Regions from separate parts of the Mus musculus genome. Here all the other regions are linked to region 1. A link is a contact called in public HiChIP or PLAC-seq and promoter capture Hi-C data. All regions are on one chromosome and are shown on one strand. Each heading gives the region's core, a stretch centred on a gene start, on an enhancer-like site or on the middle of the called end of the contact. The rest is flanking DNA. Distances are from core to core; before and after follow the strand shown.

Region 1 (4,523 bases), core at 1,005-3,504:
ATTTGTGTTGGTACTATTTTTTTGAGTTACTTTATTGGGGTCTTAGATCTACTTCCCTTCCAACCCTTATTCCACCCTGATCTCTTCCAACTCCCCAACGCTAGGTAGGAAGGAAAGAAAGAGAGGAAATGAGGCACAGACCTCTTTAGATTATTTCCTGCTGACTGGGGATGTTGAGTTACTTGAGGCAAGTCCAATCTTCATGGTCAGGATATCTCCAATTTCTTCTCATCTCTTTGCTCACGAACACTTGGCAAAACTCCAGGAGAAGCAGCATTCCCAGAGCGCCCCACCTCATCTCAGGACTCTGGTTCATACCCTTGGAAGCATCCCTAGACTTCTGAATGTAAACTATCTACAGCTGGCAAAAGCATGCCCCTGCCAGTGCACTTGGCAAATCATAATCACCTGCTGTGGAGTAGTCTCTTATCCCACACCTGGGGTTAAATAAAGACATTCACACAATTATAACTGGGTTTTCTAAGAAACCAAAATTCTCACTATAGAGTCTCTCTTTGTGGTCTTTCCTGGAACTCTCTGTGTAGACAGACTGGCCTTTGAGTCACAAAGAGCAACCTGTCTTTGCCTACTAAGTGCTGGGTGCTGTGATTAAAGGTGCGTGCCACTATACCCATCGTAAGTGAGGACTCAACAGCTGAGCCATCTCTCCAAACACAGAGACAACATAGTAGAACCGATTTAAGCTTATCCCGGCTTATAAATAAATGAGTGGAGGGTAACTCCTAATGTACTCTTCTAACTGCTGTCCTGGCTACCTCCCTTGGGTGTACCCCAGATATGGACTGTTTTTTCTGGCTGTGTGCTCATCCTTTGCCTCCCCCCATGGGGGCTTCCTCTCTCCCATTCCTCCTTCTACACTTGGTCTCTCTTTTCTCCTTACTCTTCCCACCCAGGTAACTCAAAATCCACCTACCTCGAATCCCTCCAGTAATTGGCTGTAGCCAATTTTATTTAACCAACAGTTTTAAATTAAGGAACAAGGTACAAAAGCTTGGAAAGACGGTAAGTCACTCGTAGGTTTAGGTTTTTGGATATGGAATTTTGCTTTATGTAACAGACCCAACCTCAACACTGATTGTGATTAAAATTTTCTACAACAGCACATTTTTTAAAAAAGATTTATTTATTATATGTAAGTACACTGTAGCTGTCTTCAGACACTCCAGAAGAGGGCATCAGATTTCATTATGGATGGTTGTGAGCCACCATGTGGTTGCTGGGATTTGAACTCGGGACCTTCAGAAGAGCAGTCGGCGCTCTTAACCACTGAGCCATCTCGCCAGCCCCAACAGCACATTCTTATTGTGTACCTTTTGTTTTGAGACAGGATCTACCTAGCCCTGACTGGCCAGGAAGACAATATGTAGAACTGACTGACCTCAGACTGAGAGCCACCTACCTCTGCCTCTCGAGCCGCTGGGATTAAAGGCTGTGTATTATTGCTCACAGACTTTCCTTTTGTAAGGTTTTACTTTCTGTTTTGCCTGCATGTATGTCTGGGCACCATGTGCATGCTTGGTGTCCACGGAGGTCAGGGGAGCGCGATGGAAACCCTGAAACGAGATGGTTGTAAGCCACCATGCGGTTATTGAGCTGGGCTTTGAACCAGGTCCAATGCAAAAGCGGCCTCTAGACCATCTTAACTGCTAGACCATCGCTCCTGTCAACTGGTTTGGTTTCTTCACAGGTCTCAGGTATCTCAGGCTGACCTTGAACTTCTGAATCTCCTGCCTTTACCCACCAAGCGCTGGTGCGCAGGTGTAAACGCTACGGTTTGTGTTTTGCTTCGGGGTTTTGTTGTTGCCTTGATTTTTGTTTCCTTTCGTTGTATTTCTGAGAAAGCCTCAAGTGACCCAGGCTGGCCTCGAGCCGGCGGCCAGCCTCGTCTCACCCTGGCGGGCAAGGGAGGCACATCTGGCTCCATCTGGTCCTCGATTCTTTTAACGCGAGACAAACAGCGTGACCGCATCAACCACGAGAGAGAACAGGTCACCCGCCACGTCGGCCGGAAGCCTGGGATTCACCCTGCGTTCATCCACTGGCCACGCAATCAGAAATCTCGCGGTGCTGCATGAGTGAGCCGTGGTTGACAGCTCGCACACGTCTGCGCACTCGGGATTGGACAGGGGATCCTGAGGGGCGGGGCACGAGAGCCCTGGCGCGGACCGCCTACTCCGACCCCACACCCCGCTCGGCGGCGAGACGAACTCTCGCGACGCTTGCGTCCGGCCTCGCGAGCTCTGGCGTGGCGCTCGCCGGCTGGCCCTCACGGGGAAGAGGTGGCGTTCCGTTGGTGACGTTAGGCTCCGGCGGCGCCGGCAGGGCGTTCTCCGGAGCTGTGCGGCCAGGTGAGAAGCTCGACGGGAGCGCGGGTAGCCGCGGCTGGGGTGGGCGGGCGGGCGGGTGGGCAGGGTGGGGCGGCCTCTCGTCGGCCGCGTCCCTGTCAGGCGGGCCGGGCCCCGCCCCGCCCGGCCGCCCGCCTGCCCTCAGCGCCCTCCTCCCTGTCCGCAGCTCGCCGCCGTCCCGCTGCTGCGCTCGCGATGGGCGCCCAGGACCGGCCGCAGTGTCACTTCGACATCGAGATCAACCGGGAACCGGGTGAGCGGGGCGGGCCCCTCTGTGGGCCCGGGTCGGGGTGGAAGTGGACGCGGCGGAGCCGGAGCCGGAGCCGGGCGGGGGCGGGGCGGGGCGGGCTCGGCCGGCCAGAGCTGCGGAGCCGCCGCGGTCACGAGCCGGCCAGCTGCCCTCCGCTGTCCCTCGGGAGCCTTCCCGAGAATGTACTGGCTCCGGGAGACGTGGCTGGAGAGGAGAGACTGAAGGGCTTGTGCGGGTTCTGTAGCCCCGGGATTGCTCCTAGGCTGCGGCCGCGATGTTTGGTTTTTTTTTTTTTTTTTTTGGAAGTCCAGTGTGCAGCCATTCATTAATCCCGAGGCGTCGACGTCTCTGTGTGCAGAGAGGTGGCTGCTGCACACATCGGTGCGCACACATGTAAAGGTCGCGTGTGTATCGAGCAGGAACATGTGTACGGATGCGCGGTTCTCAACCGACAGGGATCTTAACTGGAGGTGTGTGGTGTGCGCCACGTCTTAGGTCGCAGTGGACTCGCAGGAGAGCTGCTTGTCCTGGGCTCTGGAAGGGCAGCAGTGACTAAAGCAGGGCTGCTGCTTCTTTTATGTTGACGTCCTGGGGGAAAGAGGCAGGAAGTGAAGGGGTAAAAACCGCATTCCCTCCAGTAGTGCTGTTTTAGTCAGGCGGTGAGCGAGAAAGGCCATCTTGAGAAGATGACATTTGAGTAGGTGCGAAGCCGAACCTGTGGAGGGACGCCTTTGAGAACTGTGCTTGGTAGTGGCAGCCAACGGTTAGCTTGGGTTCTGAGACAGCGCTTGTGTTTCTTGAGGGAAAGCGAAGGTCCCGGTCTGGCTGGAGTAGAGGGAACAGAATAAGGAAAACTCAGGCTCTAGGATAAAAGGAAGACGGTGACGGTTCTGAACAAAGGATTGGAGCGATCTTAAACGTTCTGTTTTTCTCATCTAACATTTCGACCCTGACTGTAGCTGCAGTTTATTTAGCATTTACCAAACTTACTCTGGAGATTTTTCACGGATTTTTTTTTTTTTTTTGCAAAACTAATGTATTAACATACTCAGAAAGTAATAGGAATATAACTGGGAAGTATTTTCCTCGAATAACCAAGGACCTGACTTTGATCCCCAACACCACAGATGGATGTCAGTCTTGAAAAGAATGTACTTAACATGGCTATACATCTTCGTTTAATGTCTTTTTTTTTTCAGGCGTCTTCTATTTTTAACCTTTTAAATTTTGTTTTGTTTTTGTATTTCAAGACAGGGTTTTTCTGTGTAGACCAGGCTGTCGTAGAACTCAAAGAGAACCGAGTGCTGGGATAAAAGGTGTCCACCACTATTGCCCCACTTATTTTTAAGAATCAGCCAGAAGCAGTGGGAGAGTGCTTGTCTGGGAAGAGTGCTTGCCTGTTGTATTGTTGGCTCCAAGTTCAATTTCCAGCGTCACAAATAAAAGTATCTGATTTAGATTTACTTTGATAAGCAGAGGTGATGCAGAAATCAAGATGTACTGTTAAGGATTAAGTATGTACTTTCAGTTACCATGAGTACAAATACAAAACAGATTTTCTTTTGAATTATAAAACTGTTGGATGACTGCAAATGCAGATTTAAAAGGGGGACAACCTTTACATTGTATAACAGGTTTCCTGTATGAATCCAGTAAATTGTTCCTATTGGAAGTCATTCTGTTGTTATCCTGTAATATTTGGTGGTTATTAAGGTTCTTAACATAGGCTCTAATTTCTTTGATTAATACAGGATTATTCATTCACATGTATGTTATTTAATTGATTTATTATTGGTGGTTTGTGGCTTTTAAGAAGCTGATGTATTTATTTATCTAACTTGTCAGGTTTATGTGCTAGGATTGTTTTCCTAGTATGTAGTGATAGCTGATCTTTCACCCCTGATGGA
Region 2 (4,523 bases), core at 590-3,089, 470 kb before region 1:
TAGAAGCACTTTCAAGTCAGCAGGGGGCGCTGCAGACCAGGAAATGACATCTGACAAACAGCAGCCCAGTTCTGTCTGCTGCAAGAACAGCACTGAGATACAAGAAAAACTTCCTTCCAAAGCCTTTCGAAAACTCCACGGATGCCCTCGTATTTCACCATGAGGAGAAACTGCTGTCACACCTCTGTCAACCTCAGCATTCCATCCTGAGTCTCCAAGATGACACAGATAATCCCTCCCCCACCTCCCCTCCCCCCTCCCCCCCACCATGGTGCACCAGACCTCTCTTCTGGCCCCACAGTCTGCCAAGGATCTACTGAGTAGGTGAGGACACAGCCCCATTCTACAGATGCGAGCACTGAGGCTCAGTGAACGTGATTTCCCTGCGGGTGAGGTAGGGCTGACCTGGGATCCCAACTCTACACTTCTGCATCCCACATAGACTCCTCCCAGAAAACAGTTCCATCATGTGATCAAGCCCCAGCAAGAGGAGCCTAGAGCCTGCAGCTCCCATACATGAGCACCGTGCATGATTGTCCCATCAGTTTCCATAATACCGTGGGGAAACTCCTGCCACCGGAGGAAGACAGAGGTGTCGGAGGCAGGCACAAGATGAAAAACCCAAAGGTGGGCCGATCTCACAATAGACACCCAGAGAAGGGACAGCCTTCCACATTGGGACAACAGGCAGTGGCTGCGAGTGTCTCATGGTTACCGCAGGCTCACTTCGGATGACTTAGGACTGTGCTTATGATGAGGTATCTGGCAATAACTACAAAATCACAAAGAATGTGCTTTAAAATACGAAGGTTACTTACATATCCCAGTTAGGAGCTATCCGCAGGTGCTGGATTAGCAACTGGAACTAGAATTTAAAAAAGAAAAACATCAAAATGTAAGTTTTATTCAGAACAACATCCAAAGCAATCGGTGAATTAGCAGGGAAACTTACACAGCTGGGGTAAGTGAGACTCCCTCCAGGGAGGTGACCACTGACAGACATGGAACCTCAGCCAGTGTGCCAGCAAAATAAACATAAATAAGAAGTAAGAACTGGGGGCTGGAGAGATGGCTCAGGGGTTAAGAGCACTGACTGCTCTTCCAAAGGTCCTGAGTTCAGTTCCCAGCAACCACATGGTGGCTCACAACCATCTGTAATGGGATCCAATGCCCTCTTCTGATGTGTCTGAGGAGAACTACATTGTACTCATATGCATAAAATAAAAAAATAAATAGAAGAAGAAGAAGAAGTGGTAAGAACCGAGCAATGGAGGGGACAGCTTAGCAGGTAAGAGCAGGTGCTACTTCTGCAGAGGATCCAGGTTCAATTCCCAGCACCCACATAGAGGTTTATAAGCACCAATCACCTGTAACTTCAGCTCCAGGGGAACTGACCCCCTCTTTTTGGCATCCAAGAGCACCTGATGTAACATGCACATGTGCACACACACACACACAATTTAAAGATAAAATGAATCCAGCCGGGCATGGTGGTGCACGCCTTTAATCCCAGCCCTCGGGAGGCAGAGGCAGGCGGATTTCTGAGTTCAAGGCCAGCCTGGTCTACAAAGTGAGTTCCAGGACAGCCAGGGCTACACAGAGAAACCCTGTCTCGAAAAACCAAAAAAAAAAAAAAAAAGATAAAATGAATCTTTAAAAAATTAAGAGCAAGATGTTCTCGATTTGTCCTACTAACTACTCTCCCCACCCCCCACAGACACACAGCAACCTTCACAGGGAGGGAACAAAATGAACTGAAACTCCTCCAGGCTGACTTCAGGGGCTCAGCAGAAAGTGCCACAGTCGCAGCTTCCAGCGGCCCGCCTGAGGAAGTGCCATAGTCGCAGCTTCCAGCGGCTGGCCTGAGGAGCTCTGCCGACCCTGGCCAGTCAGTCACCAGTGAGGCCCGCCAAGGAGAACAGGAAGCGAATGCTGTACGGCTTTCTGTCCTTTCACACATCGGAAACCCTCGCATTTGTCCAGGTGGCCTGGAGCAGGAGCCACCCGAGTTTACTCCAGCACAGAGCTCCATCTCCTGATTACAGACAGGTACAATGGCTCCCGGCCAACACTTAACAAAAATGTCCACAGTTCGAAACCACCATCCACACAACTGCTTCAAGGAAGTTGATGATGATTCCAAAACCTTCATGAGAAAATTTTTCATAAAAAAATAAATCACTTTATTCTTTGTAATTAAATCAGATTACGATTGTATCCATCTGGACATGGTGGCACAGACCTATAATCCCAGCAACTTGGGAAGCTGAGGCAGGAGGATCATATGATCAAGATCTAACTAAGCTACAGAACATGTTCAAGGCCTGGGGAACTCAGAGACGGTGGCTCAAAATAAAAACTAGGGTCAGGGATGTGGCTCAGTGGCAGAGCCCTTGCCTGGCCTGGGTAAGGCTCTGGGATCCCCTGTTCTACCACCACACACACACACACACACACACACACACACACACACATACACACACATACACACACACATATATTCACACACACATACACACATACACACACATATACACACATACACACACTAACATGCACACACACACATACACACACACACACACACACACACACATATCCTTGGTCTATTGTTTTTATTGCCTGTTCTGTTCTACTACTGAGCTGATCATCACTCGGCCCCAAGCTCTTGTTCACATGTCTTTGAAATACAGAGGCCAACCACACAGAGTAGGTGGTGGGGCCCTGGGAGGCCCATCTACCCTGCAGTACCTACCAGCGGGGAGTGAAGCAGCCTGGTGGCCACCTCCTTGTGCGTGGCCACCACACACAGGTAGCACAGGAGGTTCAGCTTGGCCCGCAGCGCCCCTGTGCTCTTCTCGCTGGAGTCGATCTGGGAGCACACCTGCTGCAGGAAGTCATTCCAGTCTTGGTCCTTGAGGACCAGCAACTTCTCCACTGTGGAGGGAAGGAAGCAGAGGGAGCACGTGTGAGGTGGAGAGGGCTGAGCAGACATCCAGTGAGAAGCAGAGGAACAGAGAACTCAGGGCCGGGATGAGGAGGAAACACTACATGACAGTTAACAAAAAGGCACCCCACCTCGGCTCTGAGGCGATGCGCTACTTGGCTGGCCTCTACCCAGGGAGACATAACCATGTCAGTGAACAACTGCTACAATAAGAACAGTAATGACAATGACCATAATAATAATCTTTTCGGGTCAAGAGCTGGGGAGACAGGGAGCCTTGCAAGCATGAGGACGTGAGTCTGAAGCCACACATGCAATCCTGACCCTCAGCAAGTGACGGCTGAGGCTTCCTGGGGCTCCGTGGCCAGCCAGTCTAGTCTAGTCAATGAGCTCAGATCAAGGGACCTCCCTCTGAAGAGATAGACAGTGTGTCTAAGGATAACACTGGGGCCATGCTCTGACACACATGCTCACACTTGCATGTGTACAGATCCAACCACATACAGCTACATCCACTCACATCTACACACACTTTTACAAGTCTGGTAAAATGACTGTTAGACACATCCAGGTCGGTAGGGTGGCTGGCAAAACCTGGAACTCCAGCCTCCAGCTTCCCGCACAAACCAAAGACATCAAAAATGGCGTCTAACCGCACGACAAATGCCAGAAATGGCATCTAACTGCAGGACAAACGGCAGAAGTGGCATCTAACCACACGACAAACGCCAGAAATGGCGTCTAACAGCACAGATCTTACCTTATCTCTATCCATAGACAGACTCGTTTATAAAAACTGCAACTGTTCTCTAACTCTCAGGGGAAGGACTGAGTGATTTCCTGGGTTTCACGGGTAAGGGTTCTCGATACTAGCCACACTATGACTCTGTCACTTTGGTCCCTCAGAAGCGTCCCTCTTGGAGGCTTTGCTCTTAGCTTGTATCCATGTATGAGCTTGGCCTGCACTCATGTAAGTCAGTGTCTTCTTAACTGTGCATCCGTTTTGTTATCTCTAATTTAGTCCCAATCACCGAGTGACCTAGCCACAGAGGAGAACTGGCCCACTAAAAAGATGAACAGCAAAATTCCTGAGGTTCACTCCAGGAAAGACTTTCATGGGCTGAAGGGTAATGATCAGCAGCCATTAGCTATCTCTTCTCAGACACCATCCCCATGAGGGGAATCACATCCCCACAGGGGTGAGCCACCCAACTTCGCTCTCCACTGTCCTGGTCCTCCTAACACAATCCCAAACCTTTGGACTGTTGGCACTCACAGCAGCAACATGCAAGACTGACATCTCGCTGGCTTTACCAGGGAAGGGCAGAGACTCTCCATTCACTCAGCAAGAAAACAGGCCCAGCACCCCAGAGGCTTCCCCACCCACAAAAAGACATCAGCCCAGAGGAAAATCAAAAGCTGGCAAGGACAGAGACATCTGCAGTTGACCCCTGGTGTGCAGGAGGTGGGCCGAAAGCATTAACAAGAAAACAGGTCATTAGCTATTCCTCTCACAAACCAAGCAGCTAATGTAAGTAAAGAAGGTTCATATGCAATCTGTGTACAAAGGCCTGCG
Region 3 (4,523 bases), core at 1,129-3,628, 420 kb before region 1:
CTGACTCCAGCTTGCTCACAGAGAAGCCCAGGCCAAGTGGAGAAACAGCTGCAGATCAGAGCTGGGCCCAGGGGGATGCTAAACTGACTTTCAACGCTCAGGTGGAGGCATAGCAGGTTTGCCAAGGGTTTGCCAAGGGCTGGGTTGCCGTTGGCCGCTTGGCAAGGCACCAGGTCCATTTCCTGTTTGATGCCCCTGGGACGGTTGGGGTCTGATTTCCTGCGCAGAGCTGAGCTCCACCCTCCTGAGGTAAGGACGCTGGTCTTGGAGTGGAAAAGATGAGATTCACAGCCTCTGCAGACTGTGTGACCTTGCCCCTACCTTAGCCAGTCTTACCTGCCTGTCCCATGTATCCTGGTCCCTCAAACTCAACTGGACCAATGGAAGGAATACAGAGTTAGTGGTTTTGTTTGTTAGTTTGTTTGCTATGAAAGTTTATAGGTCAATGGAGGGCTCTCAGGTCTGACTGAGCTTGTAGTGTTGTAACTTTTGAAAAGTCCTGGTGGGAATAATTAAGACATATTATGGTAATGATAACTTTTATAGGTTTATAGTCTGTGTCAAGTCAGGTTTTGACAGTGACATGGCTCATGATTCACAGTGAAAGGGGTTTCAAACTTTCAGTTTCCAAATGGCTGCCTCTGTTTGTCGGTGAGCCGTTGAATGAAGACTTCTTTCTCACCAGTCTGAGGCTGCCTCTGGTCTTGCACACCCGGCATCCTCTTCGTTGCTGGATGGTTCTGGCACAAGCCACCTGCGCTCCCCGACCTTGACCTCCAGCTCCCAGGTGCAGAGCAGGCCTCCTGCTCCTCTAGGCTTGGGCACTTTATAAAGGCCTAATTGTTGAGTTACTCCAGGCATCTGATAAGACAGTGGGTGAGCGGGCAGGTTCCGTAAGGGAGGCTTGGATGGTGAGGCACTCTTTTAAACTCACTATAGGTTGTAGACACACAATCAGACCTTTTTCGTTTTCTCTTATTACCGTGTGTATGACAATGTCTAGAGGTCAGAGGTCAACTCCACAGAGTGGTGAGTCTTCCCTCTCACCTTCTTGAGGGCTCCCCAGATGGAGCCCTCCACACACAGGCCTTTGAAGCACTTTTGGTCTCTGCCCTACAAGCTTGACAAACTCGAGGACATTGCAGTGGCCGGCGTCTCCAGGCTGAGCCTATGCCCCATGTGTTTGAAAACGGAGGGACAAAGGATGCTCTTTTTCAGAGATATTAGAAGACCCGTCTCCACGGGAAGGGCCGCAGGGATCGTCAACTTCACTTTGCCGTCTGGGGTTAAGTCTGCCGGGTGGGATGAATGAGTGTCCTGGCTCCGCCTCTGTCTTCTTTCTTTCTGAACAATGATCCTCGATCCAGCTTGCCCTCTTGGGGGGTGGGTATCCAAGTGGGGGTCGCTTTCAGTCTTGAAAAGGTCCGTCTAAGCATGTGGTGTACGTGAGCGCCAGCACGTTTATCTGAAGGTCTAGGCCGGACTTTGCTTTCTCTGAATGGCTGTGTGGCACCGCTGATGGGGAAGCTTGCTTACTTAGAGCGCTGCGGCTAGTGCACCAGAGACCAGGTGAGATGGTGTGTGGGCATCTCAGAATCCTTGTCCAGGCTTTGGGCCAGCCGGAAAGCTCCCAGGCCACCTGTTCCAAAGGCCTCATCGTTCTAAGAACTTTACAAGGTGCAGCTTTCTGACTGCTGGGGGCAGTGGCTTCTCAGGTGGCTGCTGGCTATAAACAGTGTCACACTGCAAAGTGGCTTATCTTGATGCTTCTAATTCATTCCTGTGGCCTTCAAGGCTCAAGAAGTTGGCAGAGGGTCTGGGAGCTTAGCCGTGGCCTCTGATGCTTTTCTGAGTTAATGATTACTGTGATGAAGACCAGAAAATAGAATTCAGGGTTTTTTTTTTTTTTTTTTTTTTTTTTTTTTTTTTTTTTGGTGGGTCTGAGGGGTAGGGAGGGTCTTGTGCAGTCCAGGCTGACAGCAGACTTGCTATGGAGCCAAGGTTAATCTTGAACTCCTAATCCCTCTGCCTCCACCTCCCAAGGGCTGGGATACAGGCATATGCCAGCACACTGTGTGGATTTGTCCTGCTTGCTATTTGAGAATGTCATTATGTTGCTCTAAGCTAGTTGTCACTCCTGGACTCAAGGTGCTCCAGCCTCAGCCTCCCCGCTGCAGGGACCACAGGCCAGAGCCACTGCACCCAGCCAGGACTCTTCTTGCTTTGAAGTAAAGGTACTTTAACATCTGAATTGAGAAGGGCTTACAGAAAATGCATCCTGCCTTCCCCAACACCTGAAAGCTGTGCCCTGGAGGCTCAGGCATTTGCACACTGGTTCCCAGGTGGTGGTGCTGTTTGGGGAAGTTTACTCAGTGAGGCCTTGCAGGAGGAAATGTGTCACTAGGGGTGGGCTCTGTGTCCCACTTCATCCGGTTCCTTCCCTGTTTTGTGCTTACGGTTGAAAACGTGGCCTCTCGGGGTCCCCATCTCCCACCATGCTTGCCCTTCCCCACTCACCTCCCCGTCAGGGATGGGATTCTTAGCCTCCTGTGTGTCAGTCTTCCTTCCTACGTTGACCCTGGAGAGTGATGCATGCACACTCCCAGCCTGAGAGGCCCAGAGGCGGCTCATTTCCAGGCCGTCCTCGGGCTCTAGATGTCTGGCGCATCAGGACATTCAAGAGCAGAAGAGAGTTCACCAGAGAGAGTGTTGTGCCAAGCCGGAAGTGGACACTGTGAATAACTAGGGATGTCAGAGTAGCCACCACAATATAAATGACCTGGATTGCCGAGTTAGACCGTGCTGCGTGTGTCCGGGAGACTGTAAACCAACCTTTCCCCCTGCTCAGTCTTGGCTTCTCTCTGTCTCTCTGCTTCCTCTCATCTTCTCTCTCCTTCTCCTTCTCGTCTTTCTTAAGAATCAGGGATGAGTAGATGGCTGAGATCAGTAAAGTGCGACTCGTGCTTCATCCACGCGTGGTGGCCTCAGATGATCATTCTGGGTCATCTGGGTCATTTTGGGTCACCTGGGTCATTCTGGCACTGAGGCAGGATAGATAAATGGATCCCTGGGGCTCTCTGGCCAATCAGTTCAGCTCAGTTGTTGAGCTCCACACTAGTGAGAGACCCTTGTGTCAAGACGCGAGGCAGACAGTTTCTAAGGAATGACCCTTGAGGTCGTCATCTGGCCTCCATATGCACACGCATGTACCCACGTGAACACACATATGCACATCATCCATACACTAACATTAAAAAAAAAAAAGAGAGAGAGAGTCAGTTGGAGATAGCCCCGAATGTGAGAACTGTACGACTTGACCGTATCTTCTGAACTTTGTGCCCTCACCTTACCCACTCTTCCCGGTACCTCAGTGTCACTGTTCTCAGCCTTGATTCCTGGACTTTAGTTCTAGATAACCCGATCATGTTGATTGAAATATGCCTCCATCCTCTGGCAGGTTTACGGGGACGAGCTGACGGGAATCCCACACTCACTGTGTTGCTTCAAAGCGATTTATATCTGTAATATCACTATTAGTCAGACTTTGGATTTGAAGAGCCTGTCTACACAGGAGGAGCCACTGTGTTATAGACTCTGACTTTCCCGGTTGGTTGGTGGAATAAGGGAGCCCTTTTAGGCAGCTCTTTCTTTTTTCTTTTTTCTTTTTTTTGGTTTTTCGAGACATGGTTTCTCTGTATAGCCCTGGCTGTCCTGGAACTCACTCTGTAGACCAGGCTGGCCTTGAACTCAGAAATCCGCCTGCCTCTGCCTCCCGAGTGCTGGGATTAAAGGCGTGAGCCACCACGCCCGGCTAGGCAGCTCTTTCTAAGCAAGAATATGTGTGGTGGGACCCGACAATTTGCTCCATCGAACATTCTGGGAGAGGTCAGGGTCTTATTTAGTTTTAAAAGCTATGTGTGTATGTTTATCTCTGTGAACTTGCTCATGAATGCAGTACCTGAGGTGGTCAGAAGAGGGCGTTAGAGTCCCCCCAGAGCTGAAGTGTCTTGGCCATTTGATGTGGATGCTGGGGTCTGAGAGACCTAGTCTCCTCCTCCTCCTCCTCCTCCTCCTCCTCCTCCTCCTCCTCCTCCTCCTCCTCCTCTTTTTTTTTTCAGTTTTTCGAGACAGGGTTTCTCTGTGTAGCCCTGACTATCTTGGAACTCACTCTGTAGACCAGGCTGGCCTCAAACTCAGAAATCCGCCTGCCTCTGCCTCCCAAGTGCTGGGATTAAAGGCATGTGCAACCATTGCCTGGCTAGACCTAGTCTTCTGTAAGAGCAACATTTGTTCTTAACTGCTGAGCCATCTCTCCAGCACCGGCTTTTAGAAAACAGTACAGCCCGTTGGCCTCATACAGGCTCACCTCTATCCTGAAGAAATTATTTCCGGTTTGGGATGTGGCCAAAGAGAAGAAGTCTCTCTAATGCTAGATGTAGTTTGGCCTCACTTGGCTGAGGTGTTTATGTGGGGGTGTGGGAGCTGTCCCAGACTTGCTTGTCTGAAGATCTCAGGAGACTTCT
Region 4 (4,523 bases), core at 962-3,461, 400 kb after region 1:
CTGTAACACAAGGCTGCAAGCTCCATCCTGTCATTTTGTAGCATGTATCTAATTAAGACTTCTTGCAGGTCCATAAAAAGACCCAATGTTAAGAAACCAGTGTGTATTAAAGAAAGCCTTGGGGAAGATCTGAGAAGGGGGTTTCTTCATTAAACTAAGCAAATTTGATTAAAAGCCAAGTAGAGTAATAATACCTTAATTTGTGTTTAAATATTTTAAAATATTGCTCAAGCATAATCATATCATGTTAACTAACACATTGAAGGTGTGGGGCTAAAATTGGGTCATCTTCTTCCCAGCATCACCCCAGCCTTGAGGGAAACCCTATAGATAAGAAAATGGCTGATAGCACTGCCTGTTCATCTCAGGAAGATAACCAAAGCATATTTCATTGAAATCAATTTATAAATTTGACTCACTTCAATGTATTGATTTGGTCAGAGTCTGAGTTACACAATAGCAACATAAACCCCATTTCAAGGGCTCATGTGCTGTAGCCACTGTCCTATGTTATGAATGTTCTTTCGGGGTACAAACTTGGCTACTGGACTTCCCTTGGGAGACCATTATAAGTGATGCTTTTATTCCTTCATTGGCCACAGTGTCCCTGACTAGTGACAGTTCCCAGAGGGCAAAGGTCTTTCAGCAAAAGAGCAGATTGTGCAAGACCTAGTTAGGAGCGGTTGCTCAATGTGTGTCTAAATTAGAATCTCCCTGGCAGAGCTTCTAAGATGGCTCAGCAGGTGGGGGTGCCTGCTGCCTCGATTGCTAATTCGAGTTCCATCCCTAGGACCCATGTGGTGTCAGACAAAGAGACAGAGCTTTCTCTTCTACAGGTTGACTTCTACATGGATGTTGAACATACACACACACACACACACACACACACACACACACATGTAAAAAAATAAGAAAGAGAGACATGAAGAAAGAAAAAGAAAACATTTCCACGTCAAATGACACTGTCCTTTCATGATCCTAAGTCAGGTGGGGCCTGCGTGAGCAGAGGCCAATGCTGGGGTTTTCCTATGTGCACTTTGCCACCCAGGGCTAAAGCATTAGGATAATTGAAGGTCTAAGCACACATTTCAGCAGAAGATCGAGACCACCTTCCCAGTCATTCTGCTTCCCAGCCATCTTCAGGCATGCGAAGTGGATGTTGTAGTATAAATAAATAAATAAATAAATAAACAAATAAATAAATGAAGGGAGGAAGGAAGAAGACTTGCCATTTTCTGACCAACAGAGATGGCAAAAGCCATTTAGATTTTTTTGTCCAGTCAGTTGAGTCAGGCTTGGACATGTAAGAAGCTCATTCTGCTTGTGTGTGTGTGTTTTTTCTTCTTCTGTGGATGCAGGAACACAGAAGGAAAAGTAGGGGAGAGAAACCTGGCACCTGGCTTCTTTTCAGGAGCCCCAGAGGACTAGTCTCCATGGCTCATTATCCTTCCAGGAGATAGAGCTGGGAGTTCCCTCCCTCTTGTCCTGCCACCACTAACATCCCTTTCTGAGTCATCTTGGAACAGAACCATGAACAGCCAAGTTAGTGCCTGCTGTGTACTTCTCCACGTTGTTTCTCAGAGGCTGCCTGGCCTGGCCAGTGACTTTTGACTCTAGAGGCAAGCCTGCATTCAGGTGTTGGGCTTTGCTTCTTTCTGCTTTAGTGGTAACAAAAGCAACAGAATTCTTCAAATGTATTCCCAGAGAGAAGAAAAAGTAAAGAAATGTGTATGTATATATATATATATGTGCATATGTGTATGCATGCTTGTGTATATATGATACACACACACACACACACACACACACACACACATATATATATATATATATATATATATATATATATATGCACGTGCATATGTATATTAATTTTGTTGTCTCTCATTGCTTCAAGCTAGATGGGAGATAGGGTGAACATTGATGGATAAAGCGCATGTGCTCCTTGCCCTCAGCCCCAAGATCTCTTCCAATATCCCCTGAAAGCTATAGCTCTAGCTGCTATGCCTGCTGCCGCTGTCCATCGTCCTGGCGCTTCCTTCTGCATAATCTCTATTCTTTCCAGAGTAGGATGTGCTCAGGCCAGGGCCAGGACGCCCTCCAGTAGACCCTGAGCTGGCCTGCAGGTGCGCCGGGTTAACCCCGCCCCGCCCGACCCAAGGCCCCGCCCTCACACAAGACCCCACCCCATCGCTTTCGTCACGATGACGCAAGGCCCGCGCCTGCGCAGCGCGGCCGCACCCCCGGCCGCCCGCTCGGTATTATGATTAGCCCTGGGTGCGGGGTTCCGGCGGCCGGGAGGGAGTTGTCGACGCCGCGGCCGCTGCGGACGGATGCCCGCCTGCCGGCTGAGGTAGGGCGAGCGCGGCGCGGGAGCGTGGGCCGGGTCTGCGCTTCTCCTCAGCGGCCGCCTTAGCGGGGCTGGGCTGGCGCCGCCGCAGGCGGAAAGTAAGTTGCGCGCTCGGCCCGGGGTGCCCTGCGCAGAGGACGCGGCCCGCGGCACCACCCCGGCCCCGAGCTCGCCCGGCCTGCGGGCTTCGCGCAGCCCGGCCCGGCCCTGCCCTTGCGGCCGCCGCGGGATTGCGGCAGCGCGGGAGTCGACGCGGCCCCGCGCCGCGCCCGCAGCGGGCCCCGGGCGACGCGAGATCCACGGGCCTCAGTTTCCCCGTGGGCCGCGAGTCCCGCTGCAGAGCCGGGCGGCCGCCGCCTCACGATAGCTCGGGGACGCGGTTGTCTACGGAGAAGGGCGCTCGGCTGCGGAAGGGGCAGCGGTGCGGCTCCCCGGGGACTGCTCGGATTTTTTCGCGTTAGGAGACGCTGTTCTTTTCCGTAGACATCGCCTGTTGATTTCTTTCCGAACCATTTGCAATAAAAACAAACACCTTGTTGCCTTTTGCTTGGACTCGGGAGCCAGGAGAGTGGCAGCCCTTTAAGCTTAGGCTTCCTCCAGCTGTGATGTTCTTAAACAGTGGGGTCAGCTACAACCTAGGAGCTTCGCTGTGAGTTCGGGTCGTGTATGCATTGGGGAATTTCTCTCCGGGGTTCCTAAGACTGTAGAAGTCAGAGGCTGTAGGGCCTCTGGGCTGTCAGGTTTCTTACTTTCCCTTCCGTTTAAATGAGCGTATTCTCCAAGTCTTAGGAGCCTTGGTGAAACCACCTGGATGCTTGAAGTGTTTTGTCAGGTTTAAGGTGAAGTAAGCGATGGACCTACAGGTGTACAGCTCTTTCTGCTGAGTTTCCAACAGATTCCTGTCCAGGGTCAAAAGGCTCAGTTTGGATTCTTTGTAGGGATTGGGACACTGTCCCAAATTGATCCCTAACTTATCACAGTTCGTATCGGTGCAGTCTGAAGCCCAGGTTGTCAAGGATTATGTAATCAACTTGTTAATTTCTAATCTTGTTACAGTGTTTTCCAGATTTATAAAACCATTCCCTTCAGAGAAATCTGTCTTCAGCGTCTGGTTAAATATTTCTCTTGGAATTGGGTTCTTGAAGACAATTCTGTATGTGTGTTAATTAAACATACTAATTAGACAAGTTTCTTTCAGAGAACATCAAATACATAGCAATTTTTCTGGCTGTCAGTGTAAAATTGACCCATTTTACAGACCTAGGGATGAAAGAAATTATATGACATTCCCAAGGTCACATAATGAAGCTGGGTTAAAAAAAAATCGAGGGCATAGCACTGACTTAATATTCCTGTCCTCAAAGCTTTCTGATCAGAAACTCTTAAGTGCCACTTTTTGACTTTTAAATTTTTGCACAGCTAGTTATTTTACTTTATGCAGAAATTTTCTTTTATCCTTTTATGCTCTTCTGAGTAAATTTTATAGTATTCTGAGTAAATTTTAATGAATAATTGCAGTATGACACATTTGATTAAACAATGATTCTCAACCTTCCTAGTGCTTGGACCAGTACATTTCCTCATGTTGTGGTGACTCCTAACCATAAAATTATTTTCATTGCTACTTCATAACTATAATTTTGGTGCTGTTATGAATCACAATGTAAATATCTGTGTTTTCTGATGGTCTAAGGTGACCCCCACGAAAGGGTCGTTTGAAAGCAAAGAGGTCGCAGCTCACAGTTGAGAGCTACTGGTTTAAAACATCCAAGAACTGGGAAGTTACACTGATTTTTATTTTTACTTCTATAGAGCAGACAGACATACAGATTAGGTCTTTATGTAGTGATCTTGTAACTTAATCACATAATCCTAAAAGGAAGCCTTTTAACTGTCCTTTAATTAAAATTGAAGGACATTTGTGTTGTTTTTACTGGGCATGTCTACACTAAAGTGAGGTTGCTTATCTCCTGTTGAAAGTGAAACTAACTAGAAAAGGCTATTTGGGGGATATAAGTGAGTGGCTATGATTCTAAGCACTGGTATTAAATAAAACATAATTTATTTCCTATTGCACCTTTCTGAGCATCAGTTCATTATACTGCCTAGGATGAAAAAAGGTATGTGAATTTTCTACACAGCCCGGATTTTCTGACTTAAACACATAGGTGAG
Region 5 (4,523 bases), core at 795-3,294, 320 kb before region 1:
TGGTGAGTCAGTTTTGTTTAGCCAGGGTGTCTGTACCAGCGAGGAGTGAGTGTGGGATTGTGCATGGAAAGCCAAGTCACTTACCACGTAGGTTTCGTATTTTTCTCTTGTGGATGTAAGTCCACAGTATACTTTGAAACAATCAGTTGTAAGAAAGTCTGTCATGCAACTTGTTCTTCTATTGGAGCCTCGCTGTTGTCTCTGCCGTGGGAGGCTCCTGGTTCCTTCTCACAAGCATCGATTGGCCATGGACCTGCACATGCGTAGTGTAATTGGTGTGGTGGTCACCACAGCATCAGACCATTTTATAGGATGGCCACAGAAGTGACTCGTTGAATCCCTATAAAACATCTACAGATAGGCAAGGCCCACCAGTGCCCAGTTCCTAAGGTCTCTTTAACAGGAGACTCAAACAGAGATTCATCATTTGTTTTCAGTTATACATGTAGGAAAATGCAAAGGAAGCCCTGTTAGAATCACAGGTGGGTACCACAGAGTAAATTACAAGTGGAGGAGCTGGAATGAGCTTAAGGTTGGGTGCATCCAAGTCTTCTTGTGTATTATTTCCTTCTGTGGATTCTGTGCTTAGAGCTGGGTGGCTCTTTATTAATGTCTGTTAATTGGAGCTGGAGAGATGGCTCAGCAGTTACAACACTGACTTCTCTTGCAGAGGACCTGAGTTCAGGCCTCAGCAGCCACATCAGGAGGCTCACAGGTGCTCCACAGGAGTGATGTCCTCTTCTGGACTCTGGGAGCACTGCACTCACATGTGCATCCACCTCATACATACAAATACATAGAATCTTTTAAAAAGAAAAAGAACTTAACTATCTGCTAATTGAAATTAAAGATTTAAAGTGAAGTTCTGTGACACACCCCACCCAAATGGTCAGTAAAGAGAATTTAAGAGTTTTATGAATTTAGTTATTTCCCTTAACTTCCAACAGAGATGTAACATTGTCTTCTGTGATCAGACTGGAAGACTAGGCTGGATGTCAGCTGCAGGGCATGCAACTTTGTTACCAGTGGAGAGCAGAGATGCCTGGGTGCTGCACACCCACAGCAGTGGCTACACACTGTAAAACCTGCCTCTGCCCATCACTGGGAGCAGATGCTGGGCGTTGCTACAGCACTGTGAACCTTTTTTTTTTGGAAAGATCTTCGTTAAGCAGCTCTTACATCAGCAGATTTGGTTTTCCTTGGGCTTTCTGAACTGCAAAACACAGCATTGCTGTTTGAGGGATAGAAGTGCAGGTGATGTGTAGAGAGCAACCTAGGGGCCTGCTCTGTGCCTGGTGTCCTGGATTTTTTGTTTGCTTGTTTATTTGTTTATGTCTCAAGACAGGGTTTCACTATGTAACACTGGCTGGCCTAGAACTCAAAGAGATCCATCTGCCTCTGCCTTCTGAGTCTGGGGATTGAAGGTGTGCACCACTGTGCCTGGCCCTACTACTTATTTATGTATCTTGTGTGTGTGTTATATATCTGTGTTCATATATGTATATGTATATATATATATATATATATATATATATATATATATATGTAGAGACCAGAGGATGGCATTGTCTTCTATACATCACCAATGTATGTTTGTTGGTGTTTTGTTGTTGTTTCTGAGCTAGGGTCTCACTATCTATCCCTGACTGGCCTCGAAAGCAGAGCTTCACTGGCCTCTAAAGTGCTAGCATTAAAGGTGTTCTCCACCATGCTGGCTCACCTTACATTTTAAGACAGGCTCTCTCAGTGGACTTGGAGATCAATGACTCAGCTTGACTGGCTGGTCAGGAGCCCCCAGGAACCGGAGTTGGGATCGGAGGGGCACACCAGCATACCTGGCTTCTTTAGTGTATGCCAGGGATAGATCTCCAGATCTTCATGTCTGCACAGCAGGCAGGTTTCCACTGTGCTTCATCCCTGCCCTGGTTGGGTTTTGTCTATGTGTTTACATATCTGTAACCCGGGAGACACATGACTCAGTAGAGTGAATCACCAGTGCCAGGCCACTGTGGGTGGCTGAGAAGACATTGTCCACTGCTTCCCTTCTAGGTCCACTGTGGGCATTGTGTAGGGCGGTGCCCACTGTGGCTGGTGGAGTTGGGGATACAGGGCTCCCTAAGGTGAGAAACCAGAAGGGGTAAAACCAGGGTAGGTACATCCTGGCCACCGTGTTTGGGGGTAAGACCCCACTGACACTCCCCCCCAGTCCCCCTCCTGGGTGGACAGCCAGGCTCTGCCCCTGAACCTGGCCCTCAGTTGCCTGGCTGATGAGAGGGAACACTTCCCCATCTGCTTTTTTTGAGTCAGACCTCCTTCTACATCAACCTTTCCAGAGTCACTTCATTCATTCAGAGAATTCATTTCCATGGCTCACAGAGTATGTGCTGCACTACCTGAAACCGCTTCCTGCTCTGTGACATCCAGCTGCCTCATGTGGTCTGACGGTGACCTGTGTGCAGTAGACCAGTCATGTGACACTCAGCGCACACCAAGCAGCAAGGTCACCATGTTTGTTCTTGGGTGACCATGCTCCTGTTGGTCCTTCTTCCCCGGCCTTTTATGGTTGACACCAATTGATCCAAGAAGTAATTCTTTGTGTCACACCCAGATCTGCTGACCACCACACCTCAGAGGTCATCTGGGAAAGAGCAGGCCCTGAAGCAAACAGGTTTTGGAATGTCACCCCAGCCTTTGCTTTCGGTGTGCAGTAATCCAGCCAGCCAGTATGTGCAGGATCAGGCAGGCATGGCGTTCCTTTCAGCACCAGAGTTCTTGCCTGAGATTTACTAAGAAGGTGGACACATCTCTATTGTTTAGATCTTCTTCCCATCCTAACCCAGGACTGTGGCATGTGCAGGCTCGTGCTGAGGGTAGTAAGGACAGTGACCTCTCCTCTGGGACATCATTCTTTCCTCTGTGAGGGTTCCCACCCCGACACCTTGACCGGACTGCCATGCTCTTTCAGTAGGGAGTACCTTGGATCAGGTCCTGTCAGCTTCAACTCTCCTGACAGAGGTACAGGCAGCCTCTGGCCCTGTGTTGGCTGGTTGTGGGAACACACGGTCTGCTGTGCCCTTCCATTCCAGCCCTGCACCCCCCCCCCCCCCACACACACACACAGCTGATCTCACATACTGAGGAGCCTCGGTATCGAGAGAGCTCTTACTGGGGAGGGTACCAGGATGCTGGTTAAGTATGAGGAGCCTTATTCAAGGTATTCCCGTTGAGAGCTTAGTCAATTGTGCAGTTAAACTGTCTGCAGCATTGGTCCCTCTCTCCTTTTCTTGTCTTCCCACCTCTTCTTCCTCCCCCTTTGTCTCCTCCTCTTCTCCCCCCCCCCCCCCCGTCTCCTCCTCCTTTCCCTTCTTCTTCCTCCCCCTTTGCCTCCTCGTCCTCTCCCCTCTTCTTTCTCTGCATGCTCCTCCTCATCCACCATCTATCTCTCCTCCCACACTGGCTCTGCCTGTTCAGAACCTGTCTGCTCCTTGAACTCACCGTAGTGTAGGCTGGCCTTTAACTATGGTCTTCCCACCTCCACGCTGGGCTGGGACTCCAGGCCTGTGCCGCCATGCCCGGCTTAAGCATGCATTTCATACGTAGACTTTTTCTTGTCTCCAGACAGGCTCTTACCTTTTTAAAAATCTGAAGGTGCTTTGTTTGTTTGTTTGTTTGTTTGTTTATTTAGCACATTGCTTGATAAAATCTAGGCTTTCTTCCTCTTTCTTGTCCTCTTCCTCTTCCTCTTCCTCTTCCTCTTCCCCCACCACCAGAGCCTCATGCTTCTGGGTATCAGACCCAGCAGCGTAGCATATGTAAGCAGTTTGCCCCGCAGCCACCAGATTTGGAGTTTTCAGAAGTCTTACAAGGTATCAGAGGCAGGGATTTTTTCCTTTACTGTTGTTTGTACAGCTGACCAACCGTTACCTAGGAGGGAATGCTCAGAGAGGGGTCAGTCGTTTTAGGATGTGTGTGAGTGTGTACAGTTAACCAAGAGTGTGTGTGCACACAGGAGTGCGTTCTCACAAATGTACACACGCACGCACCTGCACGCATGTGCACACAGACCTTGGTGGCGACGGGGGGGGGGGGGGGGGGGAGTGGTCAGTGAAGAGGCCTTGCAAACTCCTCCCATCAGCAAAGCCCCTTCCACGTTTCTCCGTATTAGCTGGCTCAGATGTCTGTGGGAGTTGGAAGTGAGAGCAGTGTGGCCAGGCTGCGTCTTACTCCACGACTGAGCCACTGAAGTAGCTGCAGCCACACCCAGCTGCAGGTCTGGGCACTGGTGCTGAAGGAGTGGAGTGGCCTCTCAGGGAGGGGCATGTGAGAGAAAGCGCCTGGCTGCCCTTGGACCCCCAGGCAGGGATTCTGGGGCGTAGCACATCCTTGAGGTCCCGTGTCGTCGTCTGGCATCTTTCACCATTTTTTGATCAAACCAGATTTCAACATTATCTTTTTCTGCTCATGAACAACACGGCCGGCAAGCTGTTCTGTACAGATTGTTTTCTTCTTGTGTTAATTCAGCA
Region 6 (4,523 bases), core at 871-3,370, 280 kb before region 1:
CCTTCTGGTGACACTAGGTTGTCACCATCTTGAGGCTGGTGTGGGCCCAGCTTCAGGCTCTCTTGGCTGCATATTGGGTTTGGAATTGGACCTGCTGACCTTTCCCTGTGTGGGATTTCTCCCCCGTTTGAGGGCCCTTTTCTTAGGACCATTTCTCTAGGCCTTTGTGGGGGATTCTGGACTCCTGAGCCTCGGTGTTGAGCGTCACCCTCTCCCTGCTCTAAGTCCTTGGCCTCTGCTCTCATCCCACACTCTCCATGGTTGCCTTACCCACTTCCTGGCCTGCATCCAGAGCGGCCCACAGGTCAAGTCCGTCAGTCTGCACTGACCTGCCTCACTCTCATGCTGTAAGGGCCTGTGAGGCTGCTCTGGAACCTGGCCACGGTAGCACGGGAGCCTTTGTGTTGGTCAGTCTTGTGTCTGAACTCCTGCCGTGAGATTCCGTCCCTTCTGTGGGATATCTGTCTCTAGTTGCACTTGTAGGGGTGAAATCTGGCAAGCAGCTAACTGCTGTAGATATTAATTGGGGGTTTCTGCTCCACCCTAGATCATTTAGTTCCCAAATAAAGGACACAAAACCTTTATATTTATTATAAGCCTTCAACACTAGAGCTGGGCAGATATCAGCCCTCTGTGCTATTTTGCCTGCTTTCTTGTCAATAATCCCAAGCTATCACGTGCTGTGTTTCGCCTAAGCTGCTCTTACTCCAACAGGCTGACCCTTGTGGCCATGTGTGCACAATCCACCCACCCCGTGGTGACTTCTACTTCTGACTCCGTCCTCTCTCTGTGGTCTTTGCCTCAGAGCCGAAGCCTATTTACCTGTCTTCTGCACAGCTACAGGCTGGAGGCATCTCTATTCAACGAATAGTTTTAAATTAAGGAGCAGGGCTTGCACAACCAAAGCTGGCATATGTGAGCATTCACTCTGTCTTAAGGCAACTCGACCTTAGGATGCAGGATTTGGCATTACAATTCATAGCAACAGACCAAACCTCAACAGTTGTCCATCTGTCTTACATTAATTCTACAGCTGCTCCTGATGGTAGATATTGTCACCGTGGAGGGACCTAAGTCTGAAGGACAGACACCAGGATCCCAGTGACTTTGGCTCTGCCTCGTAACCACTCCCTGATGGGACTCAGAGCTTTGCCCATTGCATTTGACAACACTTGAGTCTCTGGCAATATGGCTTCTTGGTTGTCAAGACAATCACTTACAGGCCCTGTGCCCTTGTGGCTCTGGGCATCCACAGCCTGTAGTCCTTGGCTGTGATAGATGAGGCCTCATTGTGGGTGTTATTCCATGGGGTACCTACCACCTTGCTCTCTGCTTTAACATCCAAAGTCCCTTCCAGACCCCTCCCAAGGTCTCCATCCCTTTATACAGAGTCCCTGTATGAAGAACTCCCCGCTTTGGCCAGGCTGGTAGTGCTTGCCTGCAGTCTCAGCCCCTGGAAGGACAAAGGAGGAGGGCAAAGAGTTGAAGGTCATCCCCAGCTAGCTAGGGAGTTTGAGGGTTGCTTGAACTTCATGAGATTTGTCTCAAAATTTTTGTTTTAAAGAATTCTCTTTTCCTTGGTTAATTTTCTGACTAAACATGGCCATATGAAATCCTAGCTTTAAAAAGGAAAATCACATCTCCTTAGAGCAGTTTCTCCCCTTCCCCCTTCTTAGTTACTGCTTTCTTGTTTTATTTTTGATAGGCAATCATGCCTGCACCTCCCTGTTTTATAAATAGCTGCTGTCCCCTTTGTCCTTGATCCTGATAAGATATCACAGGGAAGTCCCTGCCTTTCTCTGGAACTGGATAGCTCATAGTCTGACTGCTACAGCCACCTTACACCATTCTTGCTTGGGTTCTGTGCCTCTGTTCAGGAATGCTGGTGTACATACCAACTGCATACTGTGTGCTGCAGGATTTTCTCAGGTCACTCAAGCACAGCTGCAAGCCGTGTGTGTGTGTGTGTGTGTGTGTGTGTGTGTGTGTGTGTGTGTGATCTTTAGGCTTGCCTGCCTTGACTGTATTGAAATGTACCTAAGAGTTCACTGCTTCTGCCCCAGTTAGAGCATGCCTTCTGCTGGCCCATAGTTACACTTTTTATCCTAAAATTGGTGAATGGGATGAGTCACTGCTGAGCGTGGGTGTAGGCTAAGCATCTCCACGGAGAGTGCCAGCCAGCCCAGTGTGTGTTGGTGACAAGGGCCAACATCAGGTTGTAGGCTTTCAAGCCACCTTGATTCATTTCTCAGAGAGTAAAGAAATGGTTTTGACTGGCTTGTTCCAGGGCCTGAGTTAGTTATTTATAGTCTGTGGTGACCAATAAGGTTAAAGCCAAACTAATTTCCTGACTGTTTTCTTGATTTTAGAACTAAATGTTCAATTTATGTTGACTGGCAACAAGAAATGGGAGGTGACTCCTCCCCGTCCCCCGTCCCCCCACTCACACACAGAGACAGATACACACTCACACATGGCAGACATGTGCACATATATACACTCACACATGCACACATGTGTGCAGGCATGTACACACATACATGCAGACACACTCAAACATGCAGGCAACATATAGACACACATACTCATACATGCAGGCATACAGACAGACACAGAGAGAGACACGTAGGCACACCCACACATACATCTTGCCCTATATCTGTGATTCTCAAAAGAAACTAAGAATCTTGTTGCCTTGATAAACCTGGACAGAGCCAGGTGTGGCAGTACAGGGACTAAGGCAGGAGGACCAAGGATTCAAGCTGAGCCTTGGCTGAACTCCTAGACCCTCTCTCAGACAACACTATCAGACACCCAAAAGCCAGAAACAAGCTAGACAAGATAGACTGGAGGCAGTACAGGATTCGGGTTTTCCTGTTTCTCATAAGCAGTTTTTCATCCCTTCCTGCTTTTCATCCTGCAGACATGCCCTGGGTAATTACTATAAAGATTAGATTTCCAGCGTAGGCTTGTGATAGCTGCTCCCAGCTGGGTGGGCAGAGAGCAAGAGGCCAGAGGCCCTGTAGCTGTGAGGTGTGGTCAGGGGCAAAGGGCTTTCTGACCTTGTGTGTTTGTTCCTGTTCTGTTCTCTGTCCTTGTCCCTCTGAGGTGCCAGCCCTCCCTGCCCCTTGGGAAGCCTTGCCCTTCATGTCCTCCAGCTGCAGCTTGCTTTGTAGTGCACCTTGCCTCACTGGCTGTAGTGCTCCTTGCCTCTCTGACTATGGTGTTCCTTGCAGCACTGCCTGAGGTGCTCTTTGCCTCACTGACTGTAGTGCTTTTTACCTGGTAGTGCTCCCTGCCTTGTAGTGCTCCTTGCCTTATAGTGCTCCTGGCCTCAGTGCCTGAGGTGCTCCTTGCCTTACTGTCTGAGGTGCTCTTTGCCTCACTGACTGTAGTGCTCCTGGTGCTCCTGGCCTTGTAGTGCTCCTTGCTCTGTAGTGCTCCTTGCCTCAGTGCCCGAGGTGCTCCTTGCATTGAGAACTCACATCTGTGCTTGTTGGAAATTAGCACCTTTGATGGGGTGAAACCATCAAGGAACGTGGTCAGGAAGTGAGCAGAGAATGTTAAGCTTCTGCCGAGCACCCCGCCTGACTGGGTGCTTGTCCTGGCAGGGGATTTAACAGGCCTGAGGGAGGCCGAGGGAGGCTGAGGGAGGCTGAGGGAGGCCAGGCTTCTGCAGAGAAGTGAACATTGCTGCTAGAGCATTTTTAGCCACAGGTGAGAGGACTGGAACCATTTTGACTTAATGCTAATCTTGAGTTTGCCTCTGGGTACTCACATCCCAGGCAGCCTTGCCACACCATTCTTCCTGTCCCTCCCCTCAAGTGAGACACGGCCAGAGTCTGAGGATGACAAAGGGCCACAGGTGTCTCCCCATGGCCCTTGAGGATAAAGTCAGGGTTGAACATCTCTGATTGCTGGGACTGCCAGTGTGTCCCGTGGCTGCCAGCGTATCCCGTGGCTACGTGAAGCTCCCTTTCCATGCGTGCTGAGCTTTTGTGTGATAAGGGATGGTGGGAAAGCATGTAAGGTCCGACTATGTAGTGGGTGTCTATGGCTCACTTCTGTAGACACACAGCCAAAGCCTGAGCACAGAATAACGCCCGTGCTTTGTGGGAGGCATTGTGATATTTTCATTTTTGAGCTGTCATTTTTCACCTAAAACAGTGTCAGGAGTGGATTTTAATGGTGTGTGAAGTGTACTTAGGCGTACATCAGAAGTCACCGACAAGCAGGTGGCACTAAGCCCCTCTCTCCTCGGTGACTGGTGTGTGCTGGTCTCAAAACCCGGAGTTAGAAAGTTACAAATAATCCAAAGTAGAAAGTTACAAATAATCCGAGTTAGAAAATTACAGATAACCCAGCCTGTCTGTGAGGAGCAGTTTTGATTTTTCTCTAATTTTTAAAAAGGCTTATTTTTATGTGTATGAAGGTTTTGCCCGTGTGCACATCTGTGCACCGTGTGCCCGGTGCCCACAGAGACCAGAAGAGGGCATCAAATCCTCTGGGAAATTACAGAAGGT

The links. Promoter capture Hi-C pulls out the DNA fragments that hold promoters and counts their contacts. HiChIP or PLAC-seq counts read pairs in DNA pulled down with a chosen protein or histone mark.
Region 2: a contact with region 1 is called in an H3K27ac HiChIP or PLAC-seq map of microglia, with 6 times the contacts expected there. The contact joins the enhancer-like site here to the promoter of Nktr in region 1. A contact is called at or near these places in 6 of 39 promoter capture datasets (the 3T3-L1 cell line, the C10 cell line, cranial neural crest and 3 more), 3 of 115 datasets of contacts at active chromatin or transcription factors (embryonic stem cells, large pre-B cells and microglia) and 2 of 9 other capture datasets (adipose tissue and embryonic stem cells).
Region 3: a promoter capture Hi-C map of pre-B cells shows a contact between it and region 1, with 3 times the contacts expected there. The contact joins the enhancer-like site here to the promoter of Nktr in region 1. A contact is called at or near these places in 4 of 39 promoter capture datasets (the C10 cell line, erythroid cells, neural stem cells and 1 more), 1 of 484 Hi-C or Micro-C datasets (CD8 T cells), 6 of 115 datasets of contacts at active chromatin or transcription factors (bone marrow-derived macrophages, embryonic stem cells, extraembryonic endoderm stem cells and 3 more) and 3 of 9 other capture datasets (adipose tissue, liver and pancreatic islet).
Region 4: a contact with region 1 is called in a promoter capture Hi-C map of pre-B cells. The contact joins the promoter of Snrk here to the promoter of Nktr in region 1. A contact is called at or near these places in 2 of 39 promoter capture datasets (the C10 cell line and pre-B cells), 2 of 115 datasets of contacts at active chromatin or transcription factors (extraembryonic endoderm stem cells and pancreatic cancer cells) and 1 of 9 other capture datasets (liver).
Region 5: a FOXA1 HiChIP or PLAC-seq map of pancreatic cancer cells shows a contact between it and region 1. The contact joins the enhancer-like site here to the promoter of Nktr in region 1. A contact is called at or near these places in 2 of 39 promoter capture datasets (hippocampal neurons and liver), 3 of 115 datasets of contacts at active chromatin or transcription factors (bone marrow-derived macrophages, microglia and pancreatic cancer cells) and 1 of 9 other capture datasets (adipose tissue).
Region 6: a contact with region 1 is called in an H3K27ac HiChIP or PLAC-seq map of extraembryonic endoderm stem cells. The contact joins the enhancer-like site here to the promoter of Nktr in region 1. A contact is called at or near these places in 1 of 39 promoter capture datasets (cranial neural crest), 4 of 115 datasets of contacts at active chromatin or transcription factors (bone marrow-derived macrophages, embryonic stem cells, extraembryonic endoderm stem cells and 1 more) and 2 of 9 other capture datasets (adipose tissue and liver).

What each region holds. Positions count from the first base shown.
Region 1 is chr9:121,716,927-121,721,449 of GRCm38.p6, forward strand. Nktr (natural killer tumor recognition sequence) reads left to right here and starts at 2,255. Exons shown (of 17, transcript NM_010918.2): 1 at 2,255-2,369; 2 at 2,533-2,619. The coding sequence starts at 2,562.
Region 2 is chr9:121,248,107-121,252,629 of GRCm38.p6, forward strand. Ulk4 (unc-51-like kinase 4) reads right to left here. Exons shown (of 37, transcript NM_177589.3): 15 at 2,756-2,937; 16 at 819-865. Among named protein-coding and RNA genes, the nearest start is that of Gm34735, 20 kb to the right of the region's middle. Within about 2 kb of position 1,840, at least 16 of the 459 cell types and tissues checked have an H3K27ac peak or open chromatin away from gene starts, as enhancers often do. A contact at or near this core is called in microglia, where this site is marked.
Region 3 is chr9:121,298,778-121,303,300 of GRCm38.p6, forward strand. It overlaps a transcript of Trak1 not described here. Among named protein-coding and RNA genes, the nearest start is that of Gm34655, 23 kb to the left of the region's middle. Within about 2 kb of position 2,379, at least 64 of the 459 cell types and tissues checked have an H3K27ac peak or open chromatin away from gene starts, as enhancers often do. A contact at or near this core is called in adipose tissue, bone marrow-derived macrophages, embryonic stem cells and 2 more, where this site is marked.
Region 4 is chr9:122,115,055-122,119,577 of GRCm38.p6, forward strand. It overlaps Snrk (SNF related kinase), which reads left to right and starts at 2,212. Exons shown (of 8, transcript NM_001357775.1): 1 at 2,212-2,353.
Region 5 is chr9:121,394,022-121,398,544 of GRCm38.p6, forward strand. The region is part of intron 2 of Trak1 (trafficking protein, kinesin binding 1); the gene reads left to right. Among named protein-coding and RNA genes, the nearest start is that of Trak1, 29 kb to the left of the region's middle. Within about 2 kb of position 2,045, at least 54 of the 459 cell types and tissues checked have an H3K27ac peak or open chromatin away from gene starts, as enhancers often do. A contact at or near this core is called in bone marrow-derived macrophages, microglia and pancreatic cancer cells, where this site is marked.
Region 6 is chr9:121,433,626-121,438,148 of GRCm38.p6, forward strand. All of the region lies in intron 3 of Trak1 (trafficking protein, kinesin binding 1), which reads left to right. Among named protein-coding and RNA genes, the nearest start is that of Gm51661, 19 kb to the right of the region's middle. Within about 2 kb of position 2,121, at least 53 of the 459 cell types and tissues checked have an H3K27ac peak or open chromatin away from gene starts, as enhancers often do. A contact at or near this core is called in adipose tissue, extraembryonic endoderm stem cells and liver, where this site is marked.